Regions from separate parts of the Mus musculus genome. Here regions 2 and 3 are each linked to region 1. The links are chromatin contacts, called in public HiChIP or PLAC-seq and promoter capture Hi-C maps. All regions are on one chromosome and are shown on one strand. The core of a region is the stretch at or near the end of the contact, and the rest is flanking DNA. Distances in the headings are between cores, read along the strand shown. Region 1 holds the start of Urm1 (ubiquitin related modifier 1). Region 2 holds the start of Asb6 (ankyrin repeat and SOCS box-containing 6). Region 3 holds the start of BC005624 (cDNA sequence BC005624).

Region 1 (3,282 bases), core at 413-2,912:
TATGGGTCTGTAAACTCTGAGGGCAAGGGTCTGGTTTACTTGATGACGTCCTTACTGTTGCCAGCACAGTATCTGGCAGAAAGATCACATCTCTGCTGAGTAAATACCACGTCTCAGTGAGAATGAAAGGCAAGTTGGCTACCAACAGACATTAACACTGAGAGCCTGTAACTTCTTCCTTCTCAGTTCTGCTGAAGCTGGTCAAGGCATCAGGAAGTCCCCTCATAGCCCAGTTTGGGAGGTGGGAGGATACCGTGTTAGCTGGGCTAAGGTTCGAAGAGGTAAAGCAGTCAGGAAGCCAGACCAACCTAATTGGATCCAAGCAGCAAGACAATATCATCAATTAAACTGCACTTAACATTCATGAGACTACTCCCTTCCAAGGGACAGAAATGCTGAACACTGCAGGGACTAGACAGAGTGCTATTTATCTTTGTATCCTTGGTGTCTGGCTCACTGCCTGGCACATGGTAGGCACTCAATAAATGACTGGTGAATGAACTGCCTAGTGAAGGGACAACATGAAAGGAATGGGGGGCATCCAAGGCGAAGAAAGGCATTTGGAAGGAATTTTACATCTCTCTCTACCCTTGAGTTTCCCTTCACTTCAACCTTGGCTTCTTCATCTACACACACACACACAAACACACACACACCCCTAGCTTTTCCATAAGATTCTAGAAACCAACCACCCATCTCTAGAAGCCTCAGTTCTTTGTTCTCAGCTTCCGAAGAAGTCTGTCTTCTGCAGGTTTTGAAACCATGACAAGCATTCTGTGTGTTGGAAGAACACAATGGTGATTTGAGACAATCTTCACTTTTCCCCGTGTTCCTTCAAGTAGTGATGTGTACCCGGATTCTGAACCTTTTCACAGTAAGGATAATATACTACCAATGTTAGTCACTCCCTCCGTGGCAGCTTATTTACCCCGGTAGCTCCTCTGGACTCTGCAGAAGACACTTACCAAACTACTTTGCAAAAGATTAAAATCTAATTAAAACTCCAAGGTATGCCGGGCGGTGGTGGCCCACGCCTTTAATCCCAGGACTTGGGAGGCAGAGACAGGCGGATTTCTGTGTTCGAGGTCAGCCTGATCTACAGAGTGAGTTCCAGGACAGCCAAACAGAGAGGACCCCTGTCTCGAAAACACACACACACACACACACACACACAAGGTTTGAGAAAGAGGAAGGTCCTGTCTTGGCCAAGACTTCCCCTAGGAAGGCACTAGGCGGGAAGACAGAACTGAGATTATTCAGCAGGGTTCGTCTCTACTCGTGCGCTCCCCTTAGAAGCTCAAAAACCAGACAAGGCGAGTCGGGCTCGGAATGGCACGGGTGAAACATGCCGGAAGACCGCCTGCTCACTGTCAATGCCTCCCAGTCCTACATGATACAGAGCAAGGCGAAGGATTCCAAACGCATCTCCCTACCCGTGTGTGCGCCTCAACTCTCGGACTCACGGCCTCGTCACCCACAGAGACCGCGTCAGTCAGAGGCCAGGGGATTATCCCGGCTCTCGGAGGGCGACACAGCCTCGGCAGGCCAAGAGAGGTCCGGAATTCCGAGCCTTATGGCTTCGCTCCATCCCCAAGGCGCCCCAGATCTCACTCACCCGAACTCCACCTTCACACATAAGGGCGCCGCCATGTTTAGGAAACCAAACTAGCAGGACACGCCCTTTAACTTCCGGAGCGCCCGTTTATTTCCGGTCGCCACCAGGAAGCGTAAACGGAAGAGGCGGTACGGGGTGGGGCGAAATCCGTTCGTTACTGCTCAGCTATTGGACGAAGGCACCCGCTCAGTGGGCTGCGGAATTGATTGTCTACATTATTTGCGGACCTGGCCAAAAAAAAAAAAAAAAAAACCGAGCAGGAAGGGACTTCCTGAAGAAAGACGTCTAAGGGGAAATTCATCAGCATCCGATGACATGATTGTGAGCCACGTACTGTTGATCTTTCATTGGCTACAAATCTGTTTTTAAGCCACGCATGGTGGCACACGCCGTTAATCCTAGCCCTCAGAAAGGCAGAGACGGTGGATTATGTGAGTGCCAGGCCAGCCTGATCTACGTAGGGAATTACAGGACACCCAGGGTTCAAAAACAAAACAAAACCAAAAACAACAAAGAACCCACAAACAAGAACCCTGTCAACCCAGCTAACATCGCTTAAGGGAGTAAAACGAGGTAACTCCAAATTCTTGTTTCTGACCCTGTTGTCTCTCTCCGGAGCTGCCATCTTACTATGCAAACATCTGTGTCAGATGATGAATTGTATGTCTTCTACTCCACGGTTACTGAGTTAACAATGTGTCTGGCAGATTGGTCCTGTGGAGAGTCAGTAATAACGGCTGTAACTGAAGTTCTTGTCTCTAGGTCTCTCCGTGTAGCAGGGAGACGGGGAGACAGCCGTAATCAAATGTACAAACCATGCTAATAAATGTGAAATCCTAAACTGAAATAAATTTTCCGATGTTAGAAAATTAGAATTATAGAGATTTGTGAAAAAAACGCTAGGGCTGTGGAGATGGCTCATCTGATAAAGTACTTGCTGGGCAAGTGTAAAGATCAAAGATAAGATCCCCAACCCAAGTGAAATGATGGTTAGCATGGCAATACCAGAGCTAGGGAGGTGACGATGGCTTCCTCAGGGCAAGCTGGCAACCTACACTAGCCAATGAGCAAGCTCTGAGTTCCAGAAAGACCCTGCCTCAATACATAAAATAGTGGACTACAGAGATGGCCCAGAGGTTAATAGCACTAGCTACTATTCTAGAGAACCCAGGGTTGGTTCCCAGCACCCACATGGCAGTCCTCAACTTTAACTCCAGTTCCAGTTACATATATTCAGGCAAAAACCAGTACACTGAACCGGATGGTGGTGGCACATGCCTTAAATCCCAGCACTTGGGAGGCAGAGGCAGATGGATTTCTGAGTTCGAGGCCAGCCTAGTCTACAAAGTGAGTTCCAGGACAGCCAGGGTTACACAGAGAAACCCTGTCTAGAAAAACAAACAAAAAACAAAAACAGTACACTGAAAAATATAAATCATATATATATTGGAGAATGATGATTTAGGAATACACCCACATCCACAAACATGAAGAAAAAAAAAGATAAGAAAAATGTCAACTGGAGATGTAGCCCAATGGTACAGTGCTTGCACCTGCTCAAGGGTCTGGGTTTGGTCACAGTACCAGGTGGTATACATATGAGAAATACCAAAGTGGACTGTCTGGGCTCTAAATTTTTATTAGAGTTAGCCAGGTAGTTATGAGGA
Region 2 (3,122 bases), core at 539-3,038, 1.0 Mb before region 1:
GCCTGTCCCTTCTCTCAGACACTGGTGACATCAAGATGCCTTTCATTGGACCTCGGCCTGTGAGAGCCAGGCAAGTGATCAAGTCAGAGGTGAAGACTGGCTGGAGAGACGGATCAGCCATTAAAGGCTAGGCTAGGGGAAGATGGTGAGGCCAAGGCCAGAAGGACCACACCTAGATTCACCTGTTGCATGGGGTTTGTATTCTGCCCTCTGAGTTCCACTGAAGCTCTAGTCTGGGGACCTTCAAAGTGACCTTATTTGGAAGAAGGGTCTTGTAGATGTCAGGAGGCTAAACTACTGCTATTCTGGATCAGGGCAGCCTCCAAAGCCAAGTGCTGGAGCCACTGAGGAAAGGAGAAGTGACCTGGACAAAGGCACAGACCCAAAGCAGGAAGCCACGATGTCCAGTCTTCATGGTGCTGGGTATGGAACTCGAGGCATTCTGCTCGGTGAGCCAACTCCCAGGCCCAAAGGGGAACTTTTTTTTTTTTTTCCCCATGAATAGGGATGTTTTGCTTGCATGGCCATATGTGCATCACTTTTGTGCCTGTGCCCACAGCGTCCAGAAGAGGGCACCAGATCCCCTTGGCCTAGAGTTATGGGTGGCTGTGAGCCACTATGAGGGTGTTGGGAGCTGAACCTGGGCTGATCAAGATCTCTCCAGTAACCTGCCACCCTCCACCCGACTCCTCCCCCCTCTTGGAGATAGAGCCTCACTATGTAGTCCTGGCAGGCTAAGAACAGAACCTAGGTCCTTTGCAAGAGCAGCCAGTATTCCTAATTGCTGAGCCATCTCTCCAGCCCCTGTACAGATTTTTTCCCCATTATTCCCTTAACAACCCAATAAACAATGACCAACCTGGTGTTTACTCTGTTGGGTGCAGAGTCCCATAGAGCTGAAATAGGTCATGAGAGGAGCTGTGTACCCATTCTGTGTAAGATCCTTGGCCACTGGGTTTGGTGTCCTGGGCTATCCTGGAACCAAGCCTAGCATCCCAACACTTGAGAAGTGGAGGCAGGAAGGCTCTTGGTTAAAACAAAGAAGAAATTTTGTTCCAAGCCAGTAACTCTATGGCAGATGGCAGGTGCCAAGCAGAGAGAACACAAGCCCCCATAAGGGATTGGAGCTACACCTATGATGGTGCAGCCTCAGGACCATTGACACCTCCCCATAACTGACCTTTTTAGAGTCATCAGGGCCTTGCCGCAGGACTCAAAGTTGCAGCCACTCAAATTTGCGTAGGGGGACGCTACCTGGTACAGTCCTTTCTGCTATGTCAAAGCTTCCTCCTGCTCAGGGTCTAGGCAAGTGATATTATGCCAATTTTCCAGATCAGGACATGAAGGTTCACAGAGTCCCTCCAGTGAAAAGTGGGAAAAGTGGGCAGCCTGTTTGGCTAGGCGTCAAGGGACAGAGAATAAGGAACTGCCCCCAGCGTCTGTGGGGAAGAGTTGGGGTGCAAGATCCTCATTACGCCACTTGGTCTACACAGTGGAGAAACTGAGGTGGTTGCAGCCTTTCCTTAGAGAGTGGCCAAAGTCAAGTAGGCTGCAGAAAGTAGTGTTCAGGCTCCGAATAGGGCCTGTGTCACCTCGGATTGGAGCCAGTCAGTAGCGGGGCCGCATGCCCCGTCGGAGCTCAGACGCCCTTCAGCGGCCTCGCGGGGAATTTCAGTGCGGGGCGGAGCCGGACAGTGATGATCGCCGCGAGGTCCTCCCCGGCGGCAGGGGGCAGTGTGACTCACATGCTCCCTCAAAGGCCCGCACGGACCGGAAGTAGGAGTGGTAGGATAACTTCCGGTGCGGAACTGGGGCCTGGGAGGATTGCTCACCGGCGCGGGGTCTGAACCGGTAGATCGGGAGGTGGTGGCCTGTGGGTGTCGGAACACGCGGCCGACGCCATGCCGTTCTTGCACGGCTTCCGCAGGATCATCTTTGAGTACCAGCCCCTAGTGGACGCCATCCTTGGCGCCCTGGGCATCCAGGATCTGGAGCGGCAGGAGCCCCTGGATGAGTAAGTCGCTGCGGTCCTCTGTGGTTGTCGCAGCGGGAGTGGGAGCTGCGTGGCCGCGAGCTCGAGCTCCAGCCTGAGGCGGGCTCGGAGTGTCTTGTAGGGCAGAAGACCCGGGCCTCTGCTGCCTGTGCATGGATGCTGGAGACGTCCTGGCTGGGGCCGACCGGACTTTCGGCAGACAGCAGGCCTCTCCGAGAGCCTCTGGGGAAGCAAGCCGGTGTGGTCCGTGTGCCCTGTGCAGACCTCCTTGGGTACTCGGAGCGCTACGCCTTCGGAGTGCTTGTGCTACAGAGACAAGCGAGCACCCAGACCGGCATCGCGGTCTGAGATGCAGAGTAGGGTGGGGCAGAGGAGCTAGCAGTCTCACCAAGGATGTCTTTTCTAAACCACATCAGCCCTTTCCTCTGCGGCCTACTCTGTAAATGCAGTGCCAGGCGTTTTTAAGAACTCGGAGGCGGGGCCGCAGGGCTGCACAACAAGGCGCTACTGCCCTCCTTTGGCGGAGCCCAGCATATTTAGGAGGGCTGCCCCAGATAAGCGTTTTGTGTCCGGGCGTTGGTCAGATCTTAGGGCCCACCTGTTGCAAGAGGTCTGGTGGGTGAGATTAGGGCGAAGAGCAAGTAAGGCGCGTCGTGGCCAGGTGACTCTGAAGGTGGTGTTTGGGCCGTTGTCAGAGCTGGGGTAACATATGGAACAGCGTCCAGGCCCAAGATGCACTTAGTAGGTAGTTTTGTCTAGGAAGGGTGAGAGCTTTAGGGCTACCCTCAAGGTGGTGTGAGAGAAGATGGGGCAGAGCCAGCACTTTGACAGCATGCTGAAGGATGGCTTTGAAATCACTTAATGCTTTTGACCAAGAAAGAGTTGTGCCCCACAGAGCATGCGCAGCTTGTGTGGATGCTTGTGAAAGGGCACACAGGCTAGGGCCACTGGCCCCCGTGAGTTCCCACTTTCTCTGTTCTGCCTCTTGGTGCACAGTTCTGCTTCCAGCGAGGAGAGCCGGATCCTGGTCCTCACGGAGCTGCTGGAGCAGAAGGCTCACTCTCCATTCTACCAGGAAGGCGTGAGCAATGCGTTGCTGAAGATGGCTGAGCTGGGCCTGACCCGGGCA
Region 3 (3,451 bases), core at 465-2,964, 1.2 Mb before region 1:
AGGGGTAAGGCATGGTTAGGCAGGGAAATTAAGAGCCACCTCTGAGCCTGTGAGAATTGTACACCCAAGTCCCTGGATTCATGCAGCAGTTCCCAAGGTGCCTCTTTTTCAGCCAACAGAGACATGGTGTCCAATGACTGCCATCGACATCTGAAGATGGTTGATCTAATCTCCAGTGGGGTCAAGACTTTTGATACTTAATGCCTCTTTGATCAAAGCTAAAAGGCTGTTTCAAGACATCCCGAGTTTTCTCTTTGTCCCAGTCTAAGGGGAATATGACAACTTCAGAAAAAAAAATGTTCTGGAAAAAAGCCAAGGCATGGCAGACATGCCCTCCCTGCTTCAGAATAGTCTTCTGGAAAAAGTGTCCATCAGCCCCTCCCCCAGCCCATAAGCTGGCACACCAGCTGCAGCAGCAGCAGGGAAGACCCACAGAGGCCCGCTGTCCCTGAAGCACACCCTGCAGCTGTGAAAGCTCTGTCCCCAACCCAGCCTCACCTCCCAGCTGCAGAACTTGAAGTACGGGTTACTTCTCTTACGCCTCGGTAGCCTCGTTTTTTGAAAGAGAGACCCAACTGCATCTACTTCGTGGGATTTGATGGAAGGCTTCTAGAAGAGACTGCTTACCCCAGTGCCTGCCACAGTTAAGTGTCGAGTAAGAAGCGCTGTGCTCCAGAGGAAACTAGTAATTAAGGAGTCCCTAAAAGTCCCATGTGAGCTATTACGCATGCACTTATCCATCTTATAAGTGTTTATAGACACCTTTAAAAACTAACTACCGTCGCAACATCTCGGGGGTGTAAGGTGCTTATGGCAGAGCGACAGTCCTCCAGGCCAAACGAGTCCTCCCAAGCTCTCAAAGAGCAGTCCCTGGCCTCTGAACGTCAGTGGTACCTCTCCTAGGGACGAATGGCTGCAGGCCAACCTGGTATGGACAGTCAGCACCGGGACTGATATTCACCCCCGGCAAGGTGATCAGCTTTTGTGAGTGAGGAATAAATGTGCACGTCCGAGCCCTGGAGCCCGAGTGGCCTCCTGCTGGCCTTCCAAGCGACGTGCGGCCTGCTCAAAAGCCAGAGCCGTGGGGGTTCGGGGCGGGCACGGGAGTCGGTGATGGGATGATAGGCGGCGGGGACCTCTTACCAGGTCCTGGCCGCCCCGCAAAGCCAGGCCTCCCCTGCTCCCAGCGGCTGGACGATGATCCCCGCTCTAGCGGCCCAGCCCCCGGCAGCAGGCAGCAGCCGTCAGAAACTCACCTGCCGTCGCAACCGCGCCGCCTGTCAGTCAAGCTAGCCCACCGCGGCGCTGCCTAGAGTCTTGTGGCTCTGCCTGCCACGCCCCGCCTCCTCACCGTCAGACGTCCAATCGGGAGAGCCTATGCCAGGAGCGGGGGCGGTGTCACAGGTCACAGCCTACTAGAGGGCGGTACCGGGCACGCCGGAGGCGTGGCCGTGCGAGTGGTGAGTGCCCAAGCATGCCGGGAGTCGGGGGAGTGGCCGTGCTGCTGGGGTTTCACCGTGTGGTTCGAAGGCCGTCCTGTTGAGCGGTGAGCATGGTTACTCGATGGGCGTGGTCGAGGGTGTGGCCACGCGGCAATACCTGCCCTTGCTTTTCGGAGTTCGGAGTGGTTGCCTGCCCTGCTGAGGCGGGGCCCTACGGGCTTGGGGTGTGGCCTGGCAAGGCGGAGGCGGGTCTGAGTGCAGCCGACGCTCTGACGACACTTCTGCGCGCCGGAAGAGAGAGGTTCCCTGGACTACGCGTCTGGTAACGCAGCGCCAAGGGTCTGGTTCCGCTATGCGGATTACTGGGAAAACATTCCGCCGGCGCCGGGCTGACTCGGAGTCGGAGGAGGATGAACAAGAATCAGAGGAGGTTCGGTACGTGTTGCTGAGACAGGCTTGGGACTGGATACCGGCCAGCGCCACGCAGAGGCTCCTAGGGATAAGGCCACATCGCGGCTGGGAGAGGTGCCCCGGGGTCGCATGGGTCTGACTGCCGATGACCACTGGATCAGGGACTCGGCAAAGGGACATGTCCTTAGAACGGAGTTTGGCTTTTGAGTTCCGCAGGTCTCAACCTGTGCGTCACTTTTTATTCCTTTTTTTCCCCCAGGCTAAAACTGGAAGAAACCCGAGAGGTGCAGAACTTGCGGAAGAGGCCAAATGGGGTGAGGTGGGTACCACGGGGGTGGTCGCGGCGTCATTGATTTCCAGCTAAAACAAAAATTTCCAGCTAGGGTCGCAGTCACAAATCCCTCCTTTGACATACAGTTCTACTGATCATAGAGGGAACTAAGGTTCTTTATAAATGTTTGTCACATGCCCTGAACCTGATGGTCTATGGGTCTGCTCCAAGTCACTAACTGTAAATTTTAGCTGGACTGATGAATTGTGATTGACAACGTGTTAAGAGATAAGAATTTGGGAAACTTAGGTTAAAAAGTATAATAAATAAACAATAGCCTGGTTTGGTGCAATCCTATCACAGGGAGTTTGAGGGCAACCTAGGCTTCATAAGAAGAATAAAGAAAAAGAAAAAAACTTGAGGTAGAGAGACAGCATTTATAATAATATTTCCATTTATTTCCCACCTATTTCTTTTTTAGTTTATCCCATGCTTTTAAAGAGTTAAATCATCATATTACTGTGAGCCTCTGACCATGGTGTGTGTTTTCCAGAAAACCTTTTTAGAAGGCTGCGTCGTGTGCATTGCCAGGGGTGTGCACTATAACTTGCTACCAGATTGACTGGGATTGTGTGCTGCCTCACACCTAGACTCCCAGACTTGAGAAACTGAAACAGTGGGATTACCATGAGTTTGGTGCCAGCCGGGCCTGCAGAGTGAAACTGGTCTCAGCATCAACAAGGCCCATCCTAGTGCCATAGCACTGTAGTCCCAGCTGTGTGGGAAGATCACAGGTTTAAGGCCTGACTGAGCAACTATGAGACCTGGGTCATAAAGTAAACAAGAAATGGTGGGGATAGCTCAGTGCTGGTGTGCTTACTCAGTCCCTGTCAAGCCTTGGCTTCAGGTTTTAGGGTCATTTTGATAAATTTTCCTCTGGCATATGTCTTCTGATACAGATCCCTTGACTGGCAGAACCTTACTCTGTGATTTCCAGAATATCAAATGGCTTTGCAGGAGCGTGCGCCAACTGCTTCATTGCCTCTCACCCGACCCCCCATTTCACCATTCACAGCGAGCAGAGCACTGGGTTCTTCTTTGGCTTTTGTAACTACTGCCCACTACTCTCTCAGTTATGTAATCCCAATTGTCTCAGTTTGCTTCCTACTGCTGTGACCAGGACCAAAACAACTTGTACCCTTCCTGATCATCCTCAGTTATTGGGGGAATCATGGCAGGGCCTGAAGCAGAGACTGGAGGACACTGCTTCCTGGCTCATTCACATCCAGCTATGTTGTACAACACAGGCCCACTTGCCCACGGGGAG

Evidence for each region. Promoter capture Hi-C pulls out the DNA fragments that hold promoters and counts their contacts. HiChIP or PLAC-seq counts read pairs in DNA pulled down with a chosen protein or histone mark.
Region 2: a contact with region 1 is called in a promoter capture Hi-C map of pre-B cells, with 2.7 times the contacts expected there. The contact joins the promoter of Asb6 here to the promoter of Urm1 in region 1. A contact is called at or near these places in 3 of 39 promoter capture datasets (erythroid cells, liver and pre-B cells), 2 of 115 datasets of contacts at active chromatin or transcription factors (pancreatic cancer cells and thymic regulatory T cells) and 1 of 9 other capture datasets (liver).
Region 3: an HNF4G HiChIP or PLAC-seq map of pancreatic cancer cells shows a contact between it and region 1. The contact joins the promoter of BC005624 here to the promoter of Urm1 in region 1. A contact is called at or near these places in 2 of 39 promoter capture datasets (liver and pre-B cells), 1 of 484 Hi-C or Micro-C datasets (CD4 T cells), 1 of 115 datasets of contacts at active chromatin or transcription factors (pancreatic cancer cells) and 1 of 9 other capture datasets (adipose tissue).

Annotation. Positions count from the first base shown.
Region 1 is chr2:29,825,769-29,829,050 of GRCm38.p6, reverse strand. Urm1 (ubiquitin related modifier 1) reads right to left here and starts at 1,662. Exons shown (of 5, transcript NM_026615.4): 1 at 1,616-1,662. The coding sequence starts at 1,650.
Region 2 is chr2:30,826,966-30,830,087 of GRCm38.p6, reverse strand. It overlaps Asb6 (ankyrin repeat and SOCS box-containing 6), which reads left to right and starts at 1,788. Exons shown (of 6, transcript NM_133346.2): 1 at 1,788-2,014; 2 at 2,990-3,122. The coding sequence starts at 1,902.
Region 3 is chr2:30,980,204-30,983,654 of GRCm38.p6, reverse strand. It overlaps BC005624 (cDNA sequence BC005624), which reads left to right and starts at 1,714. Exons shown (of 9, transcript NM_144885.2): 1 at 1,714-1,877; 2 at 2,113-2,172. The coding sequence starts at 1,795. It overlaps Usp20 (ubiquitin specific peptidase 20), which reads right to left and starts at 1,376. Exons shown (of 25, transcript NM_028846.5): 1 at 1,257-1,376.